Linked DNA regions of Mus musculus: region 1 is linked to region 2. The links are chromatin contacts, called in public Micro-C maps. All regions are on one chromosome and are shown on one strand. Each heading gives the region's core, a stretch centred on a gene start, on an enhancer-like site or on the middle of the called end of the contact. The rest is flanking DNA. Distances are from core to core; before and after follow the strand shown. Region 1 overlaps Rap1a (RAS-related protein 1a). Region 2 holds the start of Inka2 (inka box actin regulator 2).

Region 1 (5,236 bases), core at 808-3,307, 59 kb after region 2:
TCTCATTGAAAAGTTTATTTTGCCAACTGGAATTGATAAAACCCAAAGCAGATTTGGATTCTTTTCCATTGGAGGTTAGCTGTAGGGAAGGGCTACATTGGAGAAAATGAATGGTCTTCACTTTGGAGGTAAAGAAACCCCAAAACAGGCCTGGTTTATGCAAAATGAGTATAACAATTAATTAGGCAAGAGGCACTTTACACTCTAGGTTCTCTGATTATCTTTGACTGTGCATTTAGTGGTAGTGTTGAGAAAACATGTAGTACAAAAGTTGACCCCAACACGGTAGCAATTAGAAACAGAGCAGACTTGTATAAAAGCACAGGTAGGTTTCTAGGGGTAGCACAAGGTAGTGTGGGAAGAGCAACACTTCCCAGCCTCCTTGCCCCCCTGCCCCCAGTGAGTCGCAGCCACTGAGTATGTGTTCTCTTCTCCTTTGGAGATGACCTCACACCTGTTCTCTTTCCTATACACTCAAATGGAGAACAGCCACTCTTCCAGAACTCAGGTCATATTTCCTGTCAACACTTTATTACATATGGTTTATTTAACAATCTGAAACTATAATGTTGCCTTATACTCCAAAATAAAGGGTGAAAACAAAACCAAGTCTAGCTCTAATGTAAATGAAAGTTAAATAATAGAGATGCTTGATTTTGTGCTATATGTTAAGAAACATACAAAAGGACACAGGGCTTTCTAGGATGTGTATTAAAGATCTACATTACATCAGACATTCTATTTTCTCAAAATAGAATCAAAAGATTGTATAAAATTAGAAAGCTCATTCTGATGAGATAAAAATTAGGAGATAAAAATTGCTAATTAAGGATATTTATAAATATATTTCATTGAAGGTTTACTGCTCCAACCATTCTTTTTTAAATGGTCATCAACAACCTACCAAAAACTGACACCTAAATCACTGGAACCAACTGTCATCTGATTGCAGCAAACTCAGTCTTTTCCCTGTGGTGATTTTAATTAGAATGGCCAGTGTAGGCTCATATATTTGAATACAGGGTACCCAGTTGGTAAATCCAGTTTGAGAAGGATTAGGTGTAGCCCTGTTTGAGGCAAGTATGTTACAGGGTCAAAATTTGAGGCTTCCAAAACCTCTCATTATTCCTAGTGCACTCATTCTTTCTGTTTGAGATGTGAGCTCTCACTGCTGCACTAGCTAACGTGCCTGCTGCTTGCTACCACAGGGCTCTGTCATGGTGGACCCCAACCCTCCGAAACTGTAAGCCCAACCAATTAAACACTTTCTTTTATAAGTTGCTTTCGTCACAGTGTTTTATCACAGAAAACAAACAAACAAACAAACAAACAAAACCCCAAAAAGTAAGTAATATACCCCCTCCACTCTATTCTTTACAAAGTAGCTGGGATGATTTTCATAACATGACAAATCAGTCACTTTAGTAACTACTTCCTTATAACCCTCCAAGTGAGTAATATGATTTATTAGTGACCACCATTACCTTTAAATATAAAGATAGAAATGCTTAAGGCCTAAGAGGGAACATTATAATTTGAACTCTAAATCCCTCCCTAGATTTATCTTACAATGTGCCCCCTCTGTTCTCAACAGTCCAGCATAATTGGCTTTCATTCATTTTCTTCAGTGTACCATATTCTCCTCTGCCAGAGATTTCCTCTGCAGGTAAAATGCTTTAGTGAGGAGATGGGGCCTGGTTTGAATTCCCAGTAACACAAACAAACAAACAAACACTTCAGAGAATAATGACGCAGCAAAATGGGGAAAGGAGCTCATGGACGATGTGGTTTATGTTTTCAAAAGCAGTATTTGAGTGTGTGGGGGCCAGAGGAAATTAAAGAACAGAGGTGTGCAAAAGAGCAAGGTGGCAAAGCCTCCAGAAGACTGGCAACTTCCATAAGAAAAAGAGGGCCCTAAGACTGGCAAGCAATAGGGATTAATTACTAGAAGATCCTAAACGGAGCTAAATCCAGCCTTTCAGGCCATGGCAAAGACTTTGGCTGTTAGCTGGCATGAGACAGGAAGCCACTGGATGACTGAGCAGAGAGGCTGTCAAGCTTCCTCTAGCTATGAAATAGATAAAGGGCAAAGGCAGGAAGAAGAATGAAGACAACCGCAAGCACCCAAGACAGCATGGACCAAAGCAGCTGCAGTGGAGGTGGCAAGAATTAGTTTCCAAGTTGAAGATGAAGCCAAGCAGAGGATCTGGGAAGAGGGGGAGACTGCTAAAAAATAAACAAACAAGAAAAACATTAAACCACAAACTCAGAAAATGCAGAGGACACCAAGTAGAGTGAACATAAAAACATCTACTTGGGCAGATACTCAGACAGCAAGAAAATAAAACAAAGAGTAAAATGGCCAAAAGAGCCAGAGGGAGGAGGAGCTAAGATAAGAATTACATCAGAATTTTCTTCCAACCACAAAAAAGGATATAAAGCAAAATGTTTAAATCATTCAGACAAAATCTGCCGCAATATAATTGTGTATCTAGGTCAATTATCCTTCAAAATGAGGGAGAAAAGACTTCTACAAACAACAACTGAACAGATTTGTCATCAACAGGCCTACCTTGCAAGAACTGTGAGATTCTTTAGAAATGACAATGGTTTAAACCATAAACTTCACTTTTCCTTTTGCTGATCTAACAAATAACATTTGCTGGAAATGAATACACAACATACCAAAATGTATAAACAAGGAGAACAGAAACAAATCTCTCACATTTGCTTATAATAATAGTACTGTACTGACAGATGATAGCACCTGTCAGTAACTGACAGATCTAATAGGCAAAGCCAGTAAGGACAGGGTTGACCCACACTCAGAGAATATTCCACCAACAACAATAGAATATATATTGTTTTTCAGGGGATATAAAAATTTACCAACAGAGTAAATACTCTATACTATAAATACAAGTCTCAATAAATGTAAGGGAATTTAATCCATACAAAATGCCTTTTGTTTTCCACGAAATTGCTATGCTCTGCTGTGGTGAGCCTGCTCCTCTTCCCCATCACTTTTCATCCCTTTTCAATCCATTTCATGGTTTCCTGGCCTCATCTTTGAAACTGATTCCAGTGTGGAATAGTTAACATCCTCATTTCTAATAGATAGTGCTCTATGTAAGAAAGAAAAACTGTCAGAATCCAGTCTCAGTTCCTTTTACAGCTTGACTATATCAATGCTAAAAGTTTAACTTCTGAAGCTTGACTTAATAGTCCATAAACTGTATTAGAATAGATTGGGGAAGGAATGTATATTTAAATGTTTAGGCAGTATTTCTAAAATGATCAATACTTAAACTTGTTATCTTTTCCATAATATAAAAATGCCCCCATTGAATTGTGTCACTAAGACATGATAGTCACATGAGTAGTTTTCGTCTCTCCACATAAGCAGCACTAATAAAATTGTTCTTTAAGGCAGTGAAGCAATAGTTAATGGCTTACATCCTGTATCAATATTTTTAAATAAGTGAACTTTAAAAAAGTCAGTTTTCTGAATATATAACAAGTCTTTATGTTTGTTCTTTTATATAACTTTATTTACTTATTTTCTCAGTTCTAGACATTATGATCTTTAGTCTTTTAAGAAACTGTGTACTTAATATGTATAATATTAAGCTGCGTACTTAATATATATAATAAAAAAATTAACTGCATGGAGCAAAATATATCCTAACTGATAGAATCAAATTTAGAATCAGTAGCAAAGATATGAGAATCTCCAAATATTTGGAAACAATATATTTCTACTATTCCAAGTTTTAAAAAAGAAATTAAAGGAGAAGTTAGTATTTTGCTGTTATATGAGTATACGAGGCAGGGTCTTTTTATGTATCTCTGGCTGGAATGAAACTCACTATGTAGACTAGAAGCCATCTTTCAGCCTCAGTGCCTCCCAAGTGCTGAGACTAGAGGCAGGCACCCCCACATCTATTAAGAACCTCATGTTCTTAACAGTGTAGAAATGAATATATAGAGGAATTGTAGAAAATAGGGACCTCAGAAATAAATCTTCACAAACACAGCCAAATTATGTTTTACAGGAGACAGTCAGGAAAGGACAATTTTTCAATAAACAGTGCCAGGAAACCAGATGTACATGTAAAAAACGAATGATCCCATTTTGTATATTAAAACTGACCAAATGGGGCTCACACTCTAAACGATATAGCTTAAGTAAAGTTCCATGGAAGAAAACACAGATAGAAACTGCATGACACGGGTTAGCAATAACTTTGGAGGCATGACACTTGAAACACAACCACTAAAAGGGAAAAAAAAACTGGACATCAAAATTCAAAACTTTTATGTTTCAAGCACACACACACACACCAACAGGACCTCTAAGATTGCCACCAAGAGAGTTCAGTCTTTAGACCCCCCCTTCCATTTTTGTTTCCTGTTTCATATCACTTGTATCCTGCTATTCTGCCAGGCACTCCTGCCATGGTCTCTCTCTACTTTCCTGGTTTCTGTGGTTATTCCATGTTCTATATTTGGATTTGGAGCTAAGAACTATAGATGAGAAAGAACATGTAGTGTTTTGTTTTGTTTTTTCTTTCCAGGTCTGGGTTACTTCACTCAATGTAATTTTTCCTAGGTCTATCCACTTACCTACAAATTTCATGATTCCATTTTTCCTTACAGCTAAATAGTATTCTACTGTGTAGATGTACCACATGTTTTTATTATAAATTCATCTACTGAGGGACATTTATGTTGTTTCCATTTCCTAGTTATTCTGAATAGGGCAACAATGAACACTGCTGAGCAAGTAGCTCTGGAGTAGGGTGTCCAGTTCTTTGGGTATCTGCCAGAGAGTGGTATAGCTGGGTCACATGGTAGATTATTTTTAGCTTCTTAAGGATTCCCCACGCTGACTTCCAGAGTGGCCGTATCAATCTGCACACCCACCAACAGGGAGTGAGGCTTTCCCTTTCCCCACAGCCTCCCCAGCACTTGCTGTCAGTTGTTCTGCTGATCTAGCTAGTCATTCTGAGTGGGATAAGATGACATCTCAAATCTGTTGATTTGCATTTCCCTAACTGCTAAGGATAATGAAGTTATGTCTTTTTTTCTTTAAAGATTAATTAATTTATTATTATATCTAAGTATACTGTAGCTGTCTCCAGACACATCAGAAGAGGGTGTCAGATCTCATTACAGATGGCTGTGAGCCACCATGTGGTTGCTGGGATTTGAACTCAGGACCTTCAGTCAGTGC
Region 2 (5,487 bases), core at 1,583-4,082:
ATAACTGAGCCAGGACCTGGTGGGTGGGGACCTTTCAGGTGGGGCCACAGGATCTGAAGCCAGAAGAAGGGTAGCATTTCCATTGTTTAGCTCAGGATGCACTCTGTTGGGACACAGCTAGCTCTGCCTCTCCCTTTAAGCTCATCTATAGGTGCCAGGACCTTCAGGCTCTGGCAGCAGGACAAAGGGGGCCACCCTCCCTCACCAAGCTGGGTGAAAATGCTGAGTGATTGACACCTTTGGACCCACCCTCAGGAAGACTACAGACCACTTATCCCCTCTTGCCTGGAGCAGATGCCCACGTGCCTTTTGCAGGGTCCATTTCAACTGTACATGCCTTTGAGAATGATGCCTGTGGCCAGTTTCAAGACCTCTGACCCCTTTAGGATTTACTGTCAATTGAGATGGTCACAGTCTCTCTCTAGGCTGAGTTTCAGAAGGTGGGAGGATGGCGGCTGAACCATCTGATTCCTCTTCAGCAAAACTGAACCATGTCCCTCCAGCCCCCGTCCTCAGGCCAGGAATATTTACCCATGTTTATTTAACCATGGCAACAGGCTTTATTCTCTATCACTTAGGCCCTTAAAAAGGGAAGAAACAGAAAGGCAGTTCATCTCCCTGCTGTTGCTTTCTGGAAGAAGTAGAGATAGAGAGAGAAGGAGAGATAGAGGTAGGAGAGATGGGGACCTATTCTCTCTTTACTCACACTAACCTCAGACTTGCAATGGCCCAGCATTATAGAAGGACTTCAGATACTTGCTGGTACTTGTGTTCCAACATCCTGGGGAGCCATACAACAATATGTGTACCCCTAATTTATCTGGAAATCTCTTGTGATCTCTGTACAGAGATTGTGGTTATCAGTTATGTCTTTCAGTCTCCATCTTCAGAGCGGATGAAATGTGTGCAGTCCTTGCTAATGCTGTTTTCTTCACCTGCACAATGGGACATGTATTCTTACGTCTTGACTATTTTGCAGGTGGTCGTCAAAAGGCAGTTTTGTAGGGCTGGAGAGATGGCTCAGTGCTTAAGAGCATTTGCTGTTCTTCCAGAAAACCAAAGTTCCATTTCTAGCACTCACAAGGAAGGAAGGAGAGTCAAAATTGCTTGTAAACAGCTGCTCCAGGGGGAGGGTGTGGGATTTGTACCTTCATTTGGCCTCCCAGGGTACCTGCACACATGTGGCACACACATACATAAAAATAAATCTTTAAAAAGGCAGAGAGGTTTGTAAGGAGTATGATATGTTAGACTCACAAGGGTTTAAATGATATGCAGGGGAAACTGAGGCCCAGGAAAGCATTTGAGTTGTTGCCCCAACCACAGTGCTACATTTTTGTCAAGAGCTCAGACTGCTTGCCTCTCCTGGCAGTTCAACCACAGCCAGTACCCTAAATTCCAAAGATGTTCATGCCCAGGTTTCAGGGATGGAGAAAACCACAGATCTGCAAATGTTTACCGAGAGCTCCTTACAACCGGCTGCTGTTCTGCAGGGTGAAGATATAACTGTGTAAAAGGGGTGGGGCTTCAGGGTGGGGAACCCACCTCTGTTTCCTAGGAGGGTCATGGTGGAGGATGCTGCTCTGACCCACTACTTTCTTGAACTGATTCAACAGCACCAACACCGTCCAGCCTAACTTTCTGACTGGCACATCACTCTGAAGAGGAGTGAGAAGATAGGCCAGGAGCATAGTCACAGTCACCAAGTTCTTCACCTACCCCCTAAATGTTTTTGAAGAAGTGATCTTGGCTGGCATCAAATGAATGTCCACAGTGTCTGCTTTCTCCCTTCGCGGCTTCTCTTGCATCCTTTTGGTTCTGTCTCACACAGACCACCAAAATCTTGCCAGGGGCAAACTTTCCCCTATTAATTTTCTTGAAACAAAGCAAAGCAAATTGTTACTAATTACTCTGGCAGGCCGAATGGTGAGGTGTTTGCTCACCGAGGGTAACTTAAGTCAGGCAAGTGGCCAGGAGGCCGGCTTTAGAAGTATCGAGTTGGACTGGCCTGCAGAAGCACCCCTTTCGCTGTGCCCCAACTCCACCCCTTACACCCCTAGGAGTTACTGCATGGGTACCAGGGAAATGCCTGTCAACTATCCTCAGAGCGTCCTCAAGTCCTCTTCTCCCCTATTCAAGAAGGCCAGCATTAGGGAGTTCTAGGAAGGGAAAGGCCTGTTTCTCCACTCCCTGCCAACTCTATTGAAACAGCTCCCAACACCCCATCTTTAAATCTTCCATTAAAATTCGCTCTCTGAAGTGACTATCCTCATATTTACTTGTTTGTCTCATAGTTCCTTCTCCTCCACGATAAAAGTTATGCAAGGCTGAGACCTTGTCTCTCTTACTCAGTATCACCAGGTCTACCTTGAACACAATAGACTGCCACACCAGCTGAGACCTAGCGGAAGCCGCTTCCTTCCGCTAGCGCTAGAGAGGAGTGGGCCCGGAGGAGATGAAATGGAGCCGTGAACTTCCAGGACCCTCTTTAGAAAGAAAAGGCTTCTGAGGGATTTAAGGGGAAGGCAAAGGAGAGCGTTTTCTTCTCTGAAAGGAGTTAAGATTCAACACTGTGACCCTCCTGCCTAGTCCTAGTCCTCAATCCTAAAACTGCGTTCTTCCTTTATAATAGACAATGAATGCACTTGACTGGGGGCTTTGCCAGTTCCATGCCCCACAGAACCCAGAACCTAATCAAGACCTCTGCGAGTCTCCCAGTAGTTGCTGCTGTCTGCAAGGCCGGTGACAGACTTTCTCGGGTCGCCAGGCCCGAGCACCCCCCCTCCCCGACCGCTCTTCCCATTGGCCGAAGATACCCCTTCTGAGTTCTCATTGGCTGCTGCACTTTTCCTCCGCCCCTATCCCGGGCATTGAGCGGCAGCAGCGGGGAACGCCGCTCTAAGTCCCCACGCTGGAGCTGAGGCTCGGCTCAGCGCGGATAAGGGCGCGGAGCGCACTGAGAACCCTACTTTCTCGTGAGCCCGAGCCCAGCAAATGGGCGAATGACAAAGGAGAGCAAGGACATGGACTGCTATCTGCGTCGCCTCAAACAGGAGCTGGTAAGATCGGAGCAGGAGCCTGGGGACAGGGAGGACTGCTCCACCCAGACCTAGGTACCTGACTTGCCCCCCCCCCCCCCCCCCGCGCTCCGTGCACCGGGCGGAAGCGGAGAGGAGAGGGGAGGAGAGGAGAGGAGAGGAGAGAGGATGCCAACTGGTAGGTAGAGGCTAGGGACGTTGCTCAGAGGTAACAAACTTTGGCAAAGATTTCTGATGAGATATGGACAAGTAACAGGGAGTCAGAGCACCCAGATAAGTTGAATGTGACAGAACAACTGAAGAGAAAGGAGGACACACCCAGAGGGGACAGGCACACGGACGGAGTAAGGCTCAAGTGTCCAGAGTCGCAGGAATGACAGGCACAGGCATCGGGCGCCAGTGGTCGGGTGCCGGGCTCCTGAAGCGCGCAGACAGGTCCCTGCCCTGTGCAGGAGGTCAGGCTGGACTGCTCGCTCGCTCGTGGGGAGCTGGCACCGCCCGGGGCCCCCAGCTCTGCTGGGCTTGGCAGAGCTGGCGCGGCTGCGGGGGCAGGCTTGGCCGGCTGTCTGCCCGGGCTTGTCTGCCAGCAGGGAGGGGGGTGGCAGCTGTAATGACGGGGGAGGAGGGGTGCCGCCTGGCAGATCGCGGAGCGGGAGTTGTGGAGGCTCGGCCAGATGTCAGGTCTGGGCTTGGGGAGTGCGCTGGGAGTGTGCGGGGCCTCGGGGTGCTGAGGGTGAGTATGCTACCCTGGAGTGGGGGGATGAATCACTGAAGAGGGATAAGTGACTGTTAAGGCTGTGTTAGGGAAGCCAGGTGAATTCTGATTTCTTTCTCTTGCCTCTCTCTCCTCTTGTCTCTCTTCTCTCTCCTCTTTCCCCTCTCCCTCCTCCTTCCCCTCCTTCCCTCCCTTTCTCCCTCCCTTCTGGTTTTCCTTTACCACCAGGATTCAGACAGATAGGTAGGTAATGTGCGTCTTTTCTCAGCTCCGCCCGTCCCTTCTCCATCTAGACTGCCTTAGCTTCTACCTCCCACTCCACCTCTCAATGTCTCCTTCATTTTTATCTCCCATGGCAGTAGGCCCTCCTGGCTCACTTAGCTCCTTCTTTCTTCTATTCAGTCAGGTCACCCAGGCAGATCTGGATTCAGAGAGTGCCCAGCTCAGGCTTCTTAAGATCCCGAGAGATAACCTTTCCAGTCCTAGCTGCAGAGATTCCACTCTGCCTGCCTGGCAATGTGTAACAGGCAGGCTTTGGTGGTAGTAGGGTGGAGAGAGGAAGCAGAAGTAGAATAGCAGGTGCTTTCATTGATGCTCCTGACCAAGACGACCTGGCCCTAGTCTTGTCCGGTCTGGTCCAAGAGACTGCCTTTTCACGTTATAGTTCACTTCCTTAGTCCTTCCCTCTGAGCCCTTTCTGTGATGACATGCAGATATGAAAGTTACTAGCGCTCCAAAACACGTCTTTGCTGCTCTTCCGAACTGTACCAGGTCCTGTACCTTATCAGTTTACATATGCATGCCATGCTAGTTTGGGATGGTGGTCTTGGACCATAAATAAAGTCCCCTGCTCACGGTCCCACTTCACGTGGCCAGTACCAGAAAGACCAAGATCATGGCTGAGGATCAAAGCCCATGCTGAGAAAAGAACAGATTCTAATAGTATCTATCCTCTTTGTGCCTGGCACCTGGGATCATGCCACCACACCAGGAGAAGCATCTATAGAGGGTCTGTGGGTGTTCCTGGCATGGGGATGGATTTTCTAAATCTTAACTGATTTGCATTTTATGGCACTCTATGTGGGAGGTGGTGGGGGAGAAGACAGTCTGCTGATGTCAAGAGAATTTTTTAAGAAAGAAAAGAAATCTGCACTGAGCTGAGCTCCCAGATTTTGATCTGCAAACCCCCACCAAGGCCTTGAGTCCCTGTGCCTGGGAGAAGGAGAGACTAAAGTCACCCACTCCCCTTCGGTTTTCATTTGGCCTTTTGTCTGAGCATCTCCAGCCTTTGACTATCTTGGAGAGGAAGCCAACTGCCTGGCCCAGGGCCCAGAATGACACTCTGATGGCAAAGTTCTTCACTCCCCACCCCGTGGTCCCCTGCTCCCTCCCCACCATCAGCTTACTGAAGAAGAGTCCCAGCAGAGCAATGGGCAGAGCTATCAGTGTTTCACCCCCTGCTGCCTCACCTCAGTATCCCAATAGCAAAGCTGACCTCTGAGCCTCACTATCCCTAATTGGAGCAAAGAGGAAAGCAAAGTGCTGTTAGCCTGGGCCCGCACCTGAGCTGCCTTCCTCCATAGACTGTAGGGATTGAATTTGTGGATCTTGGCTATGGCGTGGATAGGGACCCTTGGGCTTCTCTATACTCTCAGGCTGTAGTGGCCTAAGTATTACAAACATTACATACAGGCTTTTGTGTGCGGTTGGTTCACTCCAGACGGGATCTTCTGT

What was found. Hi-C and Micro-C count contacts between places; a contact is called where the count stands out from the background.
Region 1: a contact with region 2 is called in a Micro-C map of the G1E-ER4 cell line. The contact joins the enhancer-like site here to the promoter of Inka2 in region 2. A contact is called at or near these places in 1 of 39 promoter capture datasets (macrophages), 4 of 484 Hi-C or Micro-C datasets (the G1E-ER4 cell line, female germline stem cell-derived STRA8 germ cells and muscle stem cells) and 3 of 9 other capture datasets (adipose tissue, liver and pancreatic islet).

Annotation. Positions count from the first base shown.
Region 1 is chr3:105,761,579-105,766,814 of GRCm38.p6, forward strand. All of the region lies in intron 1 of Rap1a (RAS-related protein 1a), which reads right to left. Among named protein-coding and RNA genes, the nearest start is that of Rap1a, 37 kb to the right of the region's middle. Within about 2 kb of position 2,058, at least 80 of the 459 cell types and tissues checked have an H3K27ac peak or open chromatin away from gene starts, as enhancers often do. A contact at or near this core is called in the G1E-ER4 cell line, liver and muscle stem cells, where this site is marked.
Region 2 is chr3:105,701,767-105,707,253 of GRCm38.p6, forward strand. It overlaps Inka2 (inka box actin regulator 2), which reads left to right and starts at 2,833. Exons shown (of 2, transcript NM_175398.4): 1 at 2,833-3,059. The coding sequence starts at 3,003.